Linked DNA regions of Sus scrofa: region 2 is linked to region 1. A link is a contact called in public HiChIP or PLAC-seq data. All regions are on one chromosome and are shown on one strand. The core of a region is the stretch at or near the end of the contact, and the rest is flanking DNA. Distances in the headings are between cores, read along the strand shown.

Region 1 (7,341 bases), core at 3,327-5,826:
TCAGGGACAAGGACTCTCGTCCTCCTTGCACTTACCTCCTAGAGAACTGCGCAGACTTTAGTTCTGTTAAACAGAATAGAAGAAATAACAACAACTCAAACTGTGACAGCCCCCCCTGCCACCTTCTTTCAGCCTTTGGTGGCAATTAGTGGTTAGAGAGCCCACTGATATCTCACGCAGGCTCAGGATCTCGCCTTCCTCCTCTCTGCTCCCCCTACGTGCTTTCATTCTCCAAGCACCAGGGTGAAGCAAGCCTTTGTTCACACTCATTTTTCTGTCTAGTTTCGTGAAGTCCAGCTTCTTCTCTCTTGGTTCATCTGCCGTCTTTTCTCCCTCCCCTCCCCCTCATGGTGCATCTCCCACCTTTTTTTTTTTTTTTTTTAAATCCTTTTGTCTTTTTAGGGCCACACTCTCGGCATATGGAGATTCCCAGGCTAGGGGGTGAATCAGAGCTGTAGCCGCCAGCCTACGCCAGAGCTACATCACAGCTCATGGCAACTCTGGATCCTCAACCCAGTGAGCAAGGCCAGGGATGGAACCCACAACCTCATGGTTCCTAGTCGGATTCGTTAACCACTGAGCCACAATGGGAACTCCGCATCTCCCACCTTACTCTCAGATGCTTCTTCCTGAAACTCTACAGCCTTGCAGTCATCAACCCCCAGCCCCGGGTCCCAGTTTCCCCTCAAGCGCCATTGCCCATGGATTTCTCCCTCTCCCTGCATGAAGCTCTTCCATCCAGCAAAATGAGTCGACTTAATATTTCCTAAATAAGCCTTGTATAGCGATTGCCATCCTGATCTCACATCATACTCAATACCTGGGGCTTCCTTCCCAGTCTTCTCTGCCTTTTCAAATCCTACTTACTATTCAGAGCTAAGCTCAAATGCCACTTGCCCGTCATCTGTTGATGAAGTCTCTAGGAGGCATAACAGTAAGACTGAGGTTAACTGAGTGCTTTCTATGTACGAGGCATTTCGCAAAGCACCCTCGGGAGGTAGGTACAATTACTGCCTCACTTTATGGTGACGACACTAAAGTTTACAGATATCAAGGATCATATCTATGTCCCCAAGGTCAAATGGCAATTATAATGGCAGAGCCAGGATTTGAATTAGGTCCATGGGACTCCTCTCTTCAGCCTCCAACCATCACAGCAAACGTGCTCTGTCCCAACATGTGGGGAAGGAAGCGCTTCCGTGGACACACAGATTCTTTCTAAGAGGAAAACCTATTGGCGGGTGGGGGGGCTCACCTGTCAGCCACTGTTTTCACTGGGGAGCTGTGTGACTAAGGAGACACGGCAGGAGACACAAGTGGGAATCATCTAGACTCTACCAGGGGGACCAGCAAATAGGACAACGGAGCAGAGCCGGAGCACCGACGAGCCTAGTGACAGAAATCTCTTTTAGGCAGGCGCTACTGTGTCTCAGGTAAACCAAGGAGGATAAAGGAGAGGAATCTCGATCTGTGCCCACACCTCGGCTGGTTTTCAGGAGCTGGATACTCCCTGGGTCAGTGGGACTCACAAAGAAGAGATTCTGAGGAGGACCTGAGACCCAAAGGGAGCGATGAAGGCATGGACGCTTCTCTTCTTCCAACTGTGACAGGTACCCCCCGCCCCAAACATTTCTCTGCTCCTGCTCTGGGCAGGAGAAAAGGCCCAACAGCAGCCGACAGACTGGGTTTTAGTTTAGGTTTCAGTCAATCTGAACACACAACCTTTCCTCCTCTCTAAACACGCAGCCCTAATGGTCTCCTCCAAGCTTTTGCTGTGCACGCTGTTACCATCTTTCTTTCTTTGTAATTTAATATTTCATGCTGTCCTCTTCCGACTGGACAATTGTTAAGGGTATGCACCTTTGCATCTCTTAGACCACTTAATAGGACCTCTTTGCAAGCCCTAGTTTTTGTTTTTGTTTTTTTTAAATACTTGGCTGAATTTACAATATTATTTAGTCTTTTTGCCCATTCATAAGCCAATCAGTGTTGTATGAATTATAATAAACAGGCAAGTCGAAAGAGTTTCATTAAGCTGCACTATCAGCTACCAGCTGATTTTAGGCTAGTTAATCTATGTACAGATATTTTCTCATCTGTACAATGGGGATAAAAAACAGTACCTGTCTCACAGAGTTGTTGTGAGGATTAAATGAGTTAACATATAGGAAGCACTTAAAACAGCATCTGGCATCTAGCAGGCACTAGAGAAGTGTTCATTTTTTTCAGTCATCTTAAGATTGTAACTGTGCTTCCCAATTTGCAGCCTACTTAAGAGATTAAGCAATGGGAGAAATGTTGAAATAGGGAAAGCAGCACAGCTTGGAACACCTGAATTCTAGTCTCTCATGAATAAGTTACACATCCCTCGGTGAGTTATTTAACCTCTCTGACCCCTAGTATCCTTATCTGTCAAATGACGCTTGGAGGGAAGGAGGTCAGGCACAGGGGAGCAGGAAACTACCTCTGGGGTCCCTTTGAGCTGAGAACCATTCAGACACACTCTCCCAGTGAGATAAGATCACCTCCAGTAACTTATTGTTACTAAAGATAAATACCAAAGATTTTCTTACAAAAAAGGCCTGGAGCTACGAGCTCAGTTTATTCCAAAGGCTATCTTCTAAATAGGCCAGTATCTTTTCCAAGCCAGAGTCTTGAAAGTTTAAACAAACTGCCCTCCTCCCATTTTTCAACAGAGTTCTAAAAGGTTTTAAAACATGAAGAAGCTACCTTTTTTTTTTTTTTTTCTTTAAGGGCCACACCTGCGGGCATATGGAAGTTCCCGGGCTAGGGGTCCAATCCGAGGTGTAGGTGCCAGCCTATGCCTCAGCCAAGGCAACACCGGATCCAAGCTGCATCTGTGACCTACGCCACAGCTTGCCCCAGTGCCGGATCCTTAACCCCCAGAGGGAGGCCAGGGATTGAACCTGCATCCTCACAGAGACAACGTGGTGTCCTAAACCTGCTGAGCCACAACTGGAACTCCGAAAGCTACCTTTAAAAGACATGTAGCTACCCAAAGATGATGACACTCTCTCAGAATGAAAAGGTACGACTTCACATAACGTTCACCTGTATTTAGATACGATATAAAGTTAGAAAACCGTCAGTGCTTAGATCAGGCAGAGAATCAGCAAAAGACTATGGCATGAAGTAGTTAGCTTCTCTGTATTTTAATTTTGGTGAAAACTGCCCAAATAATGAACAAGAACCTTGCATAGTAACCAGAAGACAATACAAACTTGGAGAAACATTCTGGGGCAAATTATCATTTCGGTTCCCTAAATAATAAAGCTATTTCTCCACATTTGGCCACCCAATACAGTAACAGGGCTTTGTTGACTGGTTAAAATGAATCCTCCACAATTCAGTTCAACAAGTATTTATTGACCACCTCCAATCCGCCTAGCACTGGCCTGTACAATAAATGCTTTCTTTGGTCCCAGGCCATGTAACAGCCACTCTCTATAATGAAAGTACCGTATTGTGTACTGGAGGGAGGGGAGGGGGGCAGTGTCAGGCTGAAATGTAGCTGAATCTTTCAACTACTCGGACCAAAATCAAAGAACTTCAAAGCTGGAAAGGCCTTTTGAGAAAACCTAGTGGATTTTATCAATGACAAAACAGGTGGGGGACGTGTCTGGTCTTATCCAAGGTCATTCAGTTAAACAGTCTCCTAATGGCCCAGCGCAATTTCCACAAATTCTCATTCCAAGTCAAGCAGAGTGACTACGACCCAGAAATGAAAAATCCACCTAATCTTTCAGCCTTCGAAATATTTCCACAAAGCTGAGAGTGGGATGGCCATAATCCCTACCAGATCCGAATCACATCTTCATCCCCTCTGACTAGGCTTCAAAGACTCTTTAATCACCGCTCGGGGGTGGGGGTGGGGTGCAGAGATGCAGGTGATCTGGAAACACATATGCGGCACCTCGAAACGTGTCCATTTCTCGGACTTCCGCATTTTTCACCTCGAGATCCTGCAAGGACCCCGAAAAAAAAAAAAAAAAGTCTCTCACTGGAATCAAAGCAAATGGCGACGAAAGCAGAGCAGGGAAAAATCAGACAGGGGTCGGTTCGCTCGCGACCTGGTTCTCAGAAACGTCAAACGACGATGACGACACTGCAGGCGGGCGGCCCAGAAGGGGCCCGCAGACAGCAGCTCCCCAGGTCTCCCAGGAACCCCGGCCAAGGACCGTCGCCCCCTTCCCGCCTGGATCCGGGGTAGGGCGAGGACGTCTCCCCCGGGGGACGGCGCTGCCTACGGCTGGGCCTGGAAAGGGGACGGGGGCACGGACCCGCTTCACGCTGCGCCCTGGCAGCCCGGAGGGGACCCGGGGGCCGCAGCTGCGGAGCCCACCCCCATGCACACCCCTGCGGCCCCGCCCGCCCCCCAGAGGCCGGCCCCAAGTCTCACCGTGAGCCCCGGGAGCGGCCTGGGGGCGCTGGGCGAGCAAGGGGAGCTGACTCTGGGGCTCAGGCCGGCCGAAGGGCGCCGCACACGGACCTAGGCCCTCCTGACGCCTCGACACAGACACAATGAGTCACAAAGGCCGGAAGTGTGTCAGCACCTCGCCTTCCGGGACTGCGCCGCGCTTCCGGGTCCTCTCTAGGAGCGCGGGAGGATTTGGCATCTCGGTGCCCGAAAGCTGGACCCGGCCCCTGCCCTGCAGCGGTCCAGCCTCCCGCCTGGGGGTTCTCGCCCTCAGCCTGCGCGCCCCGAATTAAGGCTGGGACCAAGGGGAAGGGGATTCAGGCTTTACGGGATACTGTTCAGCTCTGACACCCGTCCATCTGATAATTCGATTTCTCCTCTTCCACCTCAGGCAGCGCTTGTAGTAATTATAGTTATTATCAAACAATAATAATACTTAGTAATTGTATGTCTGAGGCGGAGGAGCTGAAAGAAGGGTGTAGACAGAGAAAGATCAAAGCGAAGCCAGGGATGGCTGGTTTCACAAAACTACCGTGGTAGACTCTCTCACGCCCTGGAGATAATCTGCCAGTTGAGTGGGTGGTATTTTCAAAACACTTGGCCTGTAGACAAAGGACGTCTTTCTGCAACCAAGCTAGTTATAAGATTCTGTGTTCTGTTCATGTGGCATATGCTCTTATAGCAGTTTAGAAGTAGATTTCAGAATAATAACTGACATTTTTTGCCTTCAAGGTGCTCTCACAAGCTGCAATTAGGGCCTTCACCTTCACCTGGCAAGATAAGGCAGAAATAATATTCCACTTGCTGTGCAAGAGTGACCACCGTCTTTAATGATTGTGACTTTGCTCACATTCCAAGGCAAGTTCAGGGGAGAGGCTGAACTTAGTATCTGGGTTACATGATTCCTATTGCTTGGAGATTACTTTTTAAAAAATAAATTGGTGCCACCACTATGGAAAGCAGGATGGCGACTCTTCAAAAAACTAAAAATAGAATTACCGTAAGATCCAGCAATCCCACTTCTGGGCATCTATCCGGAGAAAACCTTGACTTGAAAAGGTACAATGAACACCAGTGTTCATTGCAGCACCACATACAATAGCCAAGATGTGGAAGCAACCTGAATGTCCATCAACAGAGGAGTGGATGAAGAAGATGTGGTACATGTATACAATGGAATATTAGCCATAAAAAAGAATGAAATAATGCCATTTGCAGCAACATGAATGGACCTAGAAATGATCATGCTAAGTTAGACAATGAGAGACAAACATCATATGCCATCACTTATATGTGGCATCTTAAAAAAGGATACAAATGAACTTATTTGCAGAACAGAAACAGACTCACAGACTTTGAAAAACTTACGGTTACCAAAGGGGACAGACTGGGGAGAAGGGATGGACTGGGGTTTGGGATGGAACTATTCTAAAATTAGGTTGTGGTGATGGCTGTACAATTATAATAAAAATGCACTGAATTAAAAAAATTAAAACATACTTGGAGGAGTTCCCTTGTGGCACAAAGGGTTAAGGATCTGGCGTTGTCACTGCAGCAGGTTCAATCCCTTGCCCCGGGGAACTTCCACGTGCCAAAGCTGTGGCCAAAAAAACAAACTTGGAAAGTAAAAGGCAATTACAATATCACTAAATGAAAATTGCAAAACAGAGAAAAAAATCACCTATAATCTTTCCATATTAACCCAGCTGTGATGGCTTTAATTTATCCCTTTCTTATCTGTTTTCTTATGTATATGTTTTTATTTATTGTGTTAAACATGGTTTGAAACTATGATTGTACTGGACAGGTGGCTGGTTTGCTTGAAGTACTTGTCACATTCATAGTGTGTGACCCTTTTTGGACCCAGGCTGGTGGGATCAGAACTGGGCACTTGATGAAAGCACATCTTATGCTTATGCTGGCCCGTGGAAGTATGGAAGGGGCCTGGTCTGAGAGCTCTGGCAAATGGAACAGTAGGCAACTCAAGCAATTAGATCACCTTCCTTTGGGAGTTCAAATGTGAGATAGAGAAAACTGGGGCCAAGCAGAAGTAAGTCTGCAGAAGGCATTGGGTGATAGAAGCCATGAAGCTGTGGGTGGTATGAGTAAGCAGAGGCTTCAGCAGAGAAAAACGAACAGAGCTATAGAAACAGACCACCAGGCGCTGATACACCACATGGCAGAGCTCACAGAAGGGGGCCCAGCCACTTAGCACTGAGGGCCTACAGCCAAGGGAGGCGACTGCCTGAATAACCTTCGGGCTCCAAACGAAGTTTTATTCTCTGTGTTGCTTGATTTTGCTGCAGATGCTGTTGCATCCTGTCTCTCTACTTCCCTGAGTGTTCTCACAATAAATCCTTCGCCAACAAGAATCCCGTTTTGGAGTTCCCGTCATGGCACGGCGGAAACAAATCTGACTAGCATCCATGAGGGTGAAGGCTGCATCCATGAGGACGAAGGTTCTGTCCCTGGCCTCACTCAGTGGGTTAAGGATCTGGCGTTGCCAGGAACTGTGGTGTAGGTCAAAGACCTAGCTCGGATCTGGCATTGCTGTGGCTGTGTATAGGCTGGCAGCTGTAGCTCCGATTTGACTCCTAGCCTGGGAACTTCCGTATGACCCAGGTGCAGCCCCAAAAAGCAAAACAAAACAAAAACAAAAACAAAAAAAGAGGGTCTCTTTGTTCCTTGCCATATGGAAAAGCCTGATGCGATAGATGTGAAATCATGTGTACTACTTAAAAACACTTAATACCATGTCATTAACATTTAAAATTTGCTACACAGAGTAGATAATTATCTTTTTTTTTTTCTGGCTGCACTTGAGGCATATGGACGTTTTGGGGCCAGGGTTCGAATCCAAGCTGCAGCAGCGCTGGATTCTTCACCCACTGCATACCAGGTGG
Region 2 (7,379 bases), core at 2,389-4,888, 480 kb before region 1:
CCCCGCACCAAGCCTCCCCAATTTCAACATCACCGTACCTGGCCTGTCGGGCGCCGGCCCCCCCATGCCGGGCTCCGCCCGGAGCAGGAGGAGGGAGGAGGAGAGACAGAGAGAGACCGGGGGGGAGCCGAACAGGGCCCTGCCGCAGAGACAGCCCCGCCTCCGGGTCCGCCCCCAGACCCGCCCCCGGCCCCAAACCCACCCTTCCACACCCTCCAAGGACGGAGCGGGAGCGGCTGCGCCGCGCTGCGCCGCTAGGCTGGGGTGGGCGGCACCGGGCCAGCGGAGCCCGCGGGGGCACTCGGAGAAAGGTCGCGGGGTGCGAGGGACCCGGCGCCAGCCCGCCCCCGCTTTGGGGCGTCCGCTCCTCGCCGTCCCTCGCCCCCTGCCCGACCGGGCCGTGCTGGCTTTGGTGTCCAAGGCCCCGGCGGAGCGAGGCGGGGCGCAGCGCTCAGCGACGCCCCCCACCGGCGGCCCGGGGATGCACCCACGCGCGTACCGCGTGCGCCCGGCGCTCCCCGGGTGCGCCCCCCGCGTCCGGCCGGGGCGAGGCTGCGGCTGCGGGGCTCTGGGTGCAGTGAGGCGGCGAGGCCGGCAGGGGGGGCCGGTTTCCGGGGCCGAGGGGCTCTGAGAGTCGGGAGCCGGACCATCCACATCTTTGTCCAGCAGAGGGCGTGCTCCCATGGCCGCGCCCCATCTTCCAGACGCCCCCCCAGGTACAGGGAGGGCACCGGAGCTGGCTCGCTTGGTGCTTGTTGCTTCTGCCCCCTGCTTCCCAGGCGTCCAGACCTTGATTCACCGCCTGGGCTCAAAGTCTTTTGGCGGCCCGCCCCCACGGCCCAAGTCATCCTCCCAGTAACCTTTGACTCCGCAAAATAATGAATACAAAGAGCTTCGTAAATTGTAAATGGCTCCGTATGTTTAGAGGCGACTATATACGCCCGTGGGAGAGGTAACCTTAAAATACGTAACAGTCCTTTCACATTCACACCTTAATGTGAATAAACTTTATTTATTCATTCTACAAGTATTTAGAATACGGAGACCAAAATGCCCCTAGGACTGTAGGTACGCAGGAGTGTCTGAGTTGGTGGAAAGGGGAGGGTCCAAAGCTAAGTTTGAATAGTTGGTAGCGAGTCAGCGCCGAAGGAAGGAGGATCTGGGGGCGGAGCAGCGGGGCTGCGTTCTGAACATCGCCAGAGGGGAGAGAGTCTGGGGTGGGGGTGGGGGTTTTGTGTGGGAGGCTGCTTCCTGGACCCCACCGCTTGGGAGGCCTCAGGCTCTGGCTATGGTAGCCTTTGCTGCCAAGAAGGGAGAGAGAGAGGAGTGCAGGTTCGTTTTAACAGAGATAAAGAAAAAATATATATAAACTGGGGGCAAGGGTTTTTGCATTGTCTTGTGTTTGCCTAACCCTAACGAGTGGTTAAAAATTTCCATGAGCTAAAGCTGAGGAAGGAAGGATGTGTCAGCCAGCCAGCCCAGAGCTGGTCTCAATGCCATCAAATGCTAGCGCTGAGGCCTTGGGCAAATAACCCAATGCCTGTGAACCTCAGTTTCCTTAGGAGAAACACTGGAGCAAAACCCACCCCAACTGTGCCCAGGGCTGTTTTGAAAATTCATGAGATAATTGTGTGGAGTAGACAAATACGAAGAATTTTAATATGTTTGAAAAGAGTTCCATATGACCAAAATCAATTAGACTCCGTTTCCTTCTGAACCTGGGAATGAAGGCAGATGTGGTCATTAGACACTGCTTTTGCTAAAACAGTTCCTCTCAGAATGTTGCTTGGGGGACCAAAAAAGAGAAAATGGCAGCTGGAGGTTTATTTTTTCATGCCAAGCACATAGTAGGTCCTTTATGAGTGTGTGTGGATTCTCTGTGGTGAGGAAGGGATGGGGTGGGGAGGTGAGACGTGGGAGAGGTGGGAGGGGGCGAGGGTAGAGTCCATGCTTGTGGCCTGCCCGGTGGTTCCTCCTCAGGTCTGTCTGTACGTCTGCTTGGGTGACTGTGTGTGACCAGGAGTTGGAGAGAGAATGCAAGTCAGCACTTTCCTGAGTGTGTCTTCGTTGTTTCTCTCCATGGGAGCCAGACAGGGACACACCTGAGTGTGAGAAATGTCTCTGCTCTATCACTGTGGACCTTGCTGAACCTCCTGGGTCTCCATGTCCTCACTGAGGAATAATACGATGCCTGGGATTTGATTCAAATACGCCATCACAATACAACAAAAGATATTGTAGGGATAGATGAAAGCAGATTGGCTGTGAGTGGGTCAATGTTGAAACTGCATGCGGGCTGCCTGGGAGTTCACTGTACCATTCTCTCTACTTCGAGGCATGTTTGGAAATTTGTCACAAGGATCCACTTGAACAAATAAGGGCGGGGAGAAAAAAATGGTACCTTCCTCATACAGTCACTGTGAAAACCAGGGGAGAGAGGACAGTAACAGCTGCAGCAGCACCACAACGACTCGCCGGGCGCTTATGGGGTGGCAGGCACCCAGCAGGATCCTGGTAACTTCCTTCCCACTCTTCTGCGCGCCTGTAGGCCAATGGCAGCAAGTGCCTACAAGTAAGGGAATCCCTGGCCTCCCCGCAAACTCCTCCCCTCTCTCTCCGCCCTCCGCGGCCCCGCCCTCCGAGGAAGCGCTGGGCTGGGGCCCAGCAGGTGTGGGGTTAAGGCAGCCCGTTCCGGGCCCCTGGAACAGCAGCGGCGGCAGCAACTGCACCAGCAGCGGCGGTGGCAGGCCTGGCCCCGGGCCAGCTGGCCGGGAGCCCCAGGAGCGAGAGAGGGCGGAGGAAGGGGAGGAAGAGGGGAAGGAGGAGGAGAGGAGCCGTCAGCAGGCCCGAGGAGGCAGGACTTCCTGGTGTGGGGGTTGTCAACAGCCCAGAAGAGAAAGACCGAGAGGAGCGGAGTAGCGGAGAGAGACCCAGCGGTGCCACGCGGGAGGAGACTTGGGAGGGCCACTCGCCGCGACCACCGAGGCGGCTCCATCTGGAGGATCGGGGGGCTGACCCGCCCTCTTCCGCAGCAGTCCGCACACCCTTGGGGCTTCACGGGCCGCGCCTGGGCCCCCACCGAGGAGGCGGGGGTTCCTTTTCTGGACGGCAAACTTTCCGCGGAGATGCCTTGCGGGGCGAGGTGCAGCCCCCGAAGAGGACCGGACAGCCTCTGAGCGCCGCCTGCGCCCCCCGCGCTCCTGGGGCCAGGGGGCCCCAGGGAAAGGACAGCTCAACGTCTTAGGCGGCCGGGACCCCCCCGGCCCCCGCCCCCGGCCCCGCTCGGTGGCCGCGGCCGAGAGGTAGGGCTCTGGGCTGGGCGGGGCGCTGGGGCGGTGGGGCAGGGCCTGCCCCAGGGATAGGGGAGCTGGGGTGCGGGGGCCTCGCAGGCCGAGCACAGGCCTCCTGGCAGCCTGGCCAGGCTGAGGAGCGGCTTCACCCCTGTTCACCCAGGCTTTGGGTGGGACCACTTGGGTCCCGTGAGTTGGAATCCCAGCTAGAAATGCCCCACTTTGGGTCTGGGCCGCCTCTTCCTGCTCTCTGTGCCCGCCCGGATCTGTCCCCTCTGTTCTGGTCTCTGTCATCTCTGCCTGTATCTTTGTCTCTGGGTCTCTGGCGGTTTCCCCTTCCTCCCCCATTCTGCTCCCCAGAGAGGAAGCCCCGGAGGTGCTGCCCACTGCTTTCTCACACACACACACATACACACACACACACACTCTCTCTCTCTCTCTCCCCGTCTCTCCTTCCAGTTTGCAAACTCAGCTCTGGAGTTTGGAGGCAGCGACAGCAGCAGGAAAAACCTGCCCCTGCCCTCTCCCTCCCCCCTGCCTCCCCTGTCCTGTTCCTTCAGCAACCAGGCACCCCCAGTTCCTGCAGGGCCCTCCTGCCATGTCGGACCCAGACGTCCCCAGGGGCCCTGATGTCCCCGCCATGTGGCCCCCCTGTTCTAGGGGTGCCTGAGCCTCTCCAAGAGCTCCCTCCCCCCCGCCACCCGCCTGCCCACCTTGGCCAGTCCTGAGACCCAGGGACCATGAGTGGGGGCAGGAAGAAGAGTAGTTTCCAGATCACCAGCGTCACCACGGACTACGAGGGTCCAGGGAGCCCAGGGGGTTCAGATCCTCCTGCCCTGCCAGCCCCCACTGGGCCACCGCCCCGCCTGCCCAATGGGGAGCCAAACCCCGAGCCAGGGGGCAGGGGCACCCCCCGGAATGGCTCCCCACCGCCTGGGGCCCCAGCCTCCCGCTTCCGGGTGGTGAAGCTACCCCAAGGCCTGGGAGAGCCTTATCGCCGAGGCCGTTGGACTTGTGTGGATGTTTACGAGAGAGACCTGGAGCCCCCTAGCTTTGGCCGGCTCCTGGAGGGAATTCGAGGGGCCTCAGGGGGCACAGGGGGCAGGTCTTTGGATTCCAGGTTGGAGCTGGCCAGCTTGGGCCTGAGCGCCCCTGCCCCACAGCCAGGCCTGTCTCAGGGCCCCACCTCCTGGCTCCGCCCGCCCCCCACCTCCCCTGGACCTCAGGCCCGCTCCCTAACTGGGGGGCTGGGCCAGCTGGCAGTGCCTAGCAAGGCCAAGGTGGAGACACCCCCTCTGTCAGTCTCCCCACCCCAGCAGCGCCCCCCAGAGCCCGGGACAGGGGATAGCACGGGCACATCCCGGGCTGCCACGCCCCTGCCCTCCTTGAGGGTAGAAGTGGAGGCAGGGGGCTCAACAGCGGGGACCCCTCCACTGCCCTGGACGAAGGATGGAGCCCTGCGACTGAGGATGGAGGAGACAGGGCAGGTAAGAGCCGGGTCCCAGGGTTGGGGGGGGACACCTGAGGGGTGGAGGTTGTCCATCCGGACCTGGGCCTCCGCCTCCATACTGACCTCCCTTGGCTCCCTCGTCACCTGTCTGTCGTTTCAGACAGCCCCCCTTTTTTCTTCCTGCCATCTCACTTGCGGGTCCATTCCTGCTCCTCGCCTGGCCCGTGTTTTCTCTCTCAGGCTCTGTCTGCCCCGCATTCTGCACTTTCTTTGCTCTTTGGCCTTTCACGTGTTGCCTGGGGCCCCCGTCTCCGTGTCTGGGGAGCCCATGTCCCCTCTCGATCGTGAAGCTGTGACCACCTCCCTTTGGCCTTCCCCTTCTGTCTGGGTCTCACTTCTTCAGGCATTGAGGGGGAGGCCCCAGGCTGGGCTGGCGAGCTTGGGCCTCTGGGAGAGGAGCTGCTGGGGCTGGGGGGAGGGGCAGAAAGTAGGCCTTCCACCCTAAATCTCTCCTCTGCAGTCCCATCTCCAAGTGGGGAAGGGGCTGCTGCTTTCTTCCCACCAGCCGCCCTTGCAGCCTCATCTCCAGCTGTGTCCCAAACCAAACGTCTCTGAGACCTTGAGGAATCGGGTGGAGATGAGGGGGCCCCTTACAAGGATGGGGTTTGGCTGGTTCGTCCCGTCCTTTGTACACCCTGTTGACTGTCCGGGTTCCCTGCTTCTGGGCCTCTCCAGGACCCGTCACTGAGGGTGGCCACCATGGAGTAGGAGAACAGTGGGAAACAGTTGAGAAAGCGTTAAATCCTTTGCTCATTCTGCTTCCTGTCTCCAAAAGAGGAACAAGTCTGGGCTGGGGGGCAGGATGCCTGGGTCCTCGGGGTGGGGAGTGGGCAGCCAGGGATGTTGGATGTGTCTGTCCTGAAGGAGAAAATAACACCTTGGATGCAGGAGGAAAGGCAGCGAGTGTGAGGATGAGAACTTTTCCCCTTCCTGGCCTTGGGCACAAACCACAGTATAAAAATAACCTGAGACTGTGCGTCTGGGCCCTGTCAGGACCGGTCAGGACTGGCTCCCCCCCACCCCCTCCTGGCCTCAGACTCACATCTCTCATGCCACCGCCCCCCCCTTTCTTGAGTTCTTTCATTCACTTCCTACCCCAGGGGAGAAGATGTGTTTCCTTTACTGGTCCCTGTCCCCACACTCTTCCAAAGCAAGCCCCCTTTGCCCCCAGCCTCCGCTGTTCCTATCCTTAAGCCCTGCCTGAGCTTCCCTTGGGCCCACAGACCCTGCCCTGCTCTCCTCGGAGCCCCCAGCTCCCTTTCCTTCCCCCACCTCCTGGTCTCTTCCTGCGTGTGTGCATCTGTGCTGCTGTTCCCTTGCCTTGGCGTCTGTCTTCCTTCTACACTCCCCCTGTCTCTTCTCTTCCTTCTACACAACCCCCTGTCTCTGGGTTGCCTCGAACAGGGGCCTCGAGGAGGGCTGGGGGCACCACCTGGGCCCCCTTCCCCTGTGCTGTCCCTCTAACCACTCTGGACTCCCTGTTCTTGGCTTTTCCGAGAACCTGGGGCCTCCTGGGGCCTCACAGAGGCGTCTTGTTCCTGTGGCCCCCGCCCTTCTGCAGCCACCCCCAGCGCCTGTTGGGCCGTGTGGGTCCACGCCCAGGCTCCGCCTCCCTCCATCTCCGCAACCCCCCCCCCCCGAAGATCCAGGCTCAGGAGCAGAACTTCACCTGAGTCTGAGAAGTTTGAGAGGAGAGGCTAGAACGGGTAGAGGAGGGTTGAGGGGGGGAGGAGGTGGAGGACCAGTTTCTGAGGATTCATTCATTCTACAAATAGCTATTGAACAAACTATAAGCTCTGCCCTCTGGAGCTTACCTTCCAGTAGCAGAGAGGCAAAAATACTTTAATTTCACATAATATTAGGTGCTGTAAAAAAGAAAAAATAGAACGGTGCAATGGAACTCACAAGTCAAAGGATGGGGAAATGCCTCTCTGGAGACGTGATGTTTGAGTAGCCACAGGAAGTCCGATGATAGAAGGTGGACACTCTCTGACTAGCCTCTGATGAAGGGTCCTGGTTCTGGTGGTGGAAGGGTGCTGGAGTGCAGACCAGAGCCCCTCTCTGATACCCCATAGCACCTTTTTGGAAGCCACTCCCCCAGAGGGGTATGGGGGCAGGACACCTGGGTGCCCAGTCCTCGGAAGCCGGACAGGGTGTGTGGGGAGGTCCCCAGTCCTCAGAAACTGGACAGGGTGTGTGGGGAGAGGTGGGGAGGGAGGAAGCTACTAGGAAAGTTGTGAGGTGGCTGGATCCTTTCTCTCACTCAATGTGATGGTTCCTACCTGCCTTTCTCCAGGTGCCCCCACTCGACTCTCGCCCTGGCTCCCCTGCCCTCTACTTCTTCCCCGAAGCCAGTCTGGTTCGCAAGTCTCCAGACCCCTTTGGAGCAGCAGCTGCCCAGAGCCTCAGCCTCGCCCGTTCCATGCTGGCCATCAGTGGCCACCTGGATAGCGATGACGATAGGTAGGTGGGCTCCGGCTCCTCACCCAGCACCTGGGATAGCCGCGTGAAACTGCCTGGTAGGTGTCCTTCCCCCTCTTGAACTTGGAGAGGACCTCTTAAACAGAGAAGCCTGACCT

What was found. HiChIP or PLAC-seq counts read pairs in DNA pulled down with a chosen protein or histone mark.
Region 2: a contact with region 1 is called in an H3K27ac HiChIP or PLAC-seq map of alveolar macrophages. The contact joins the promoter of LOC110260075 here to the promoter of ZKSCAN1 in region 1. A contact is called at or near these places in 1 of 5 promoter capture datasets (liver) and 1 of 2 datasets of contacts at active chromatin or transcription factors (alveolar macrophages).

The regions. Positions count from the first base shown.
Region 1 is chr3:7,917,876-7,925,216 of Sscrofa11.1, reverse strand. It overlaps ZKSCAN1 (zinc finger protein with KRAB and SCAN domains 1), which reads right to left and starts at 4,576. Exons shown (of 7, transcript XM_021086191.1): 1 at 4,421-4,576.
Region 2 is chr3:8,401,486-8,408,864 of Sscrofa11.1, reverse strand. LOC110260075 reads right to left here and starts at 3,638. Exons shown (of 2, transcript XM_021087973.1): 1 at 2,903-3,638; 2 at 2,415-2,764. The coding sequence starts at 3,638. The coding sequence ends at 2,415. It overlaps LOC100514038 (TSC22 domain family protein 4), which reads left to right and starts at 2,689. Exons shown (of 6, transcript XM_013995454.2): 1 at 2,689-3,302; 2 at 3,750-4,777; 3 at 7,097-7,263. The coding sequence starts at 4,031. It overlaps NYAP1 (neuronal tyrosine-phosphorylated phosphoinositide-3-kinase adapter 1), which reads right to left and starts at 167. Exons shown (of 7, transcript XM_005661909.3): 1 at 39-167.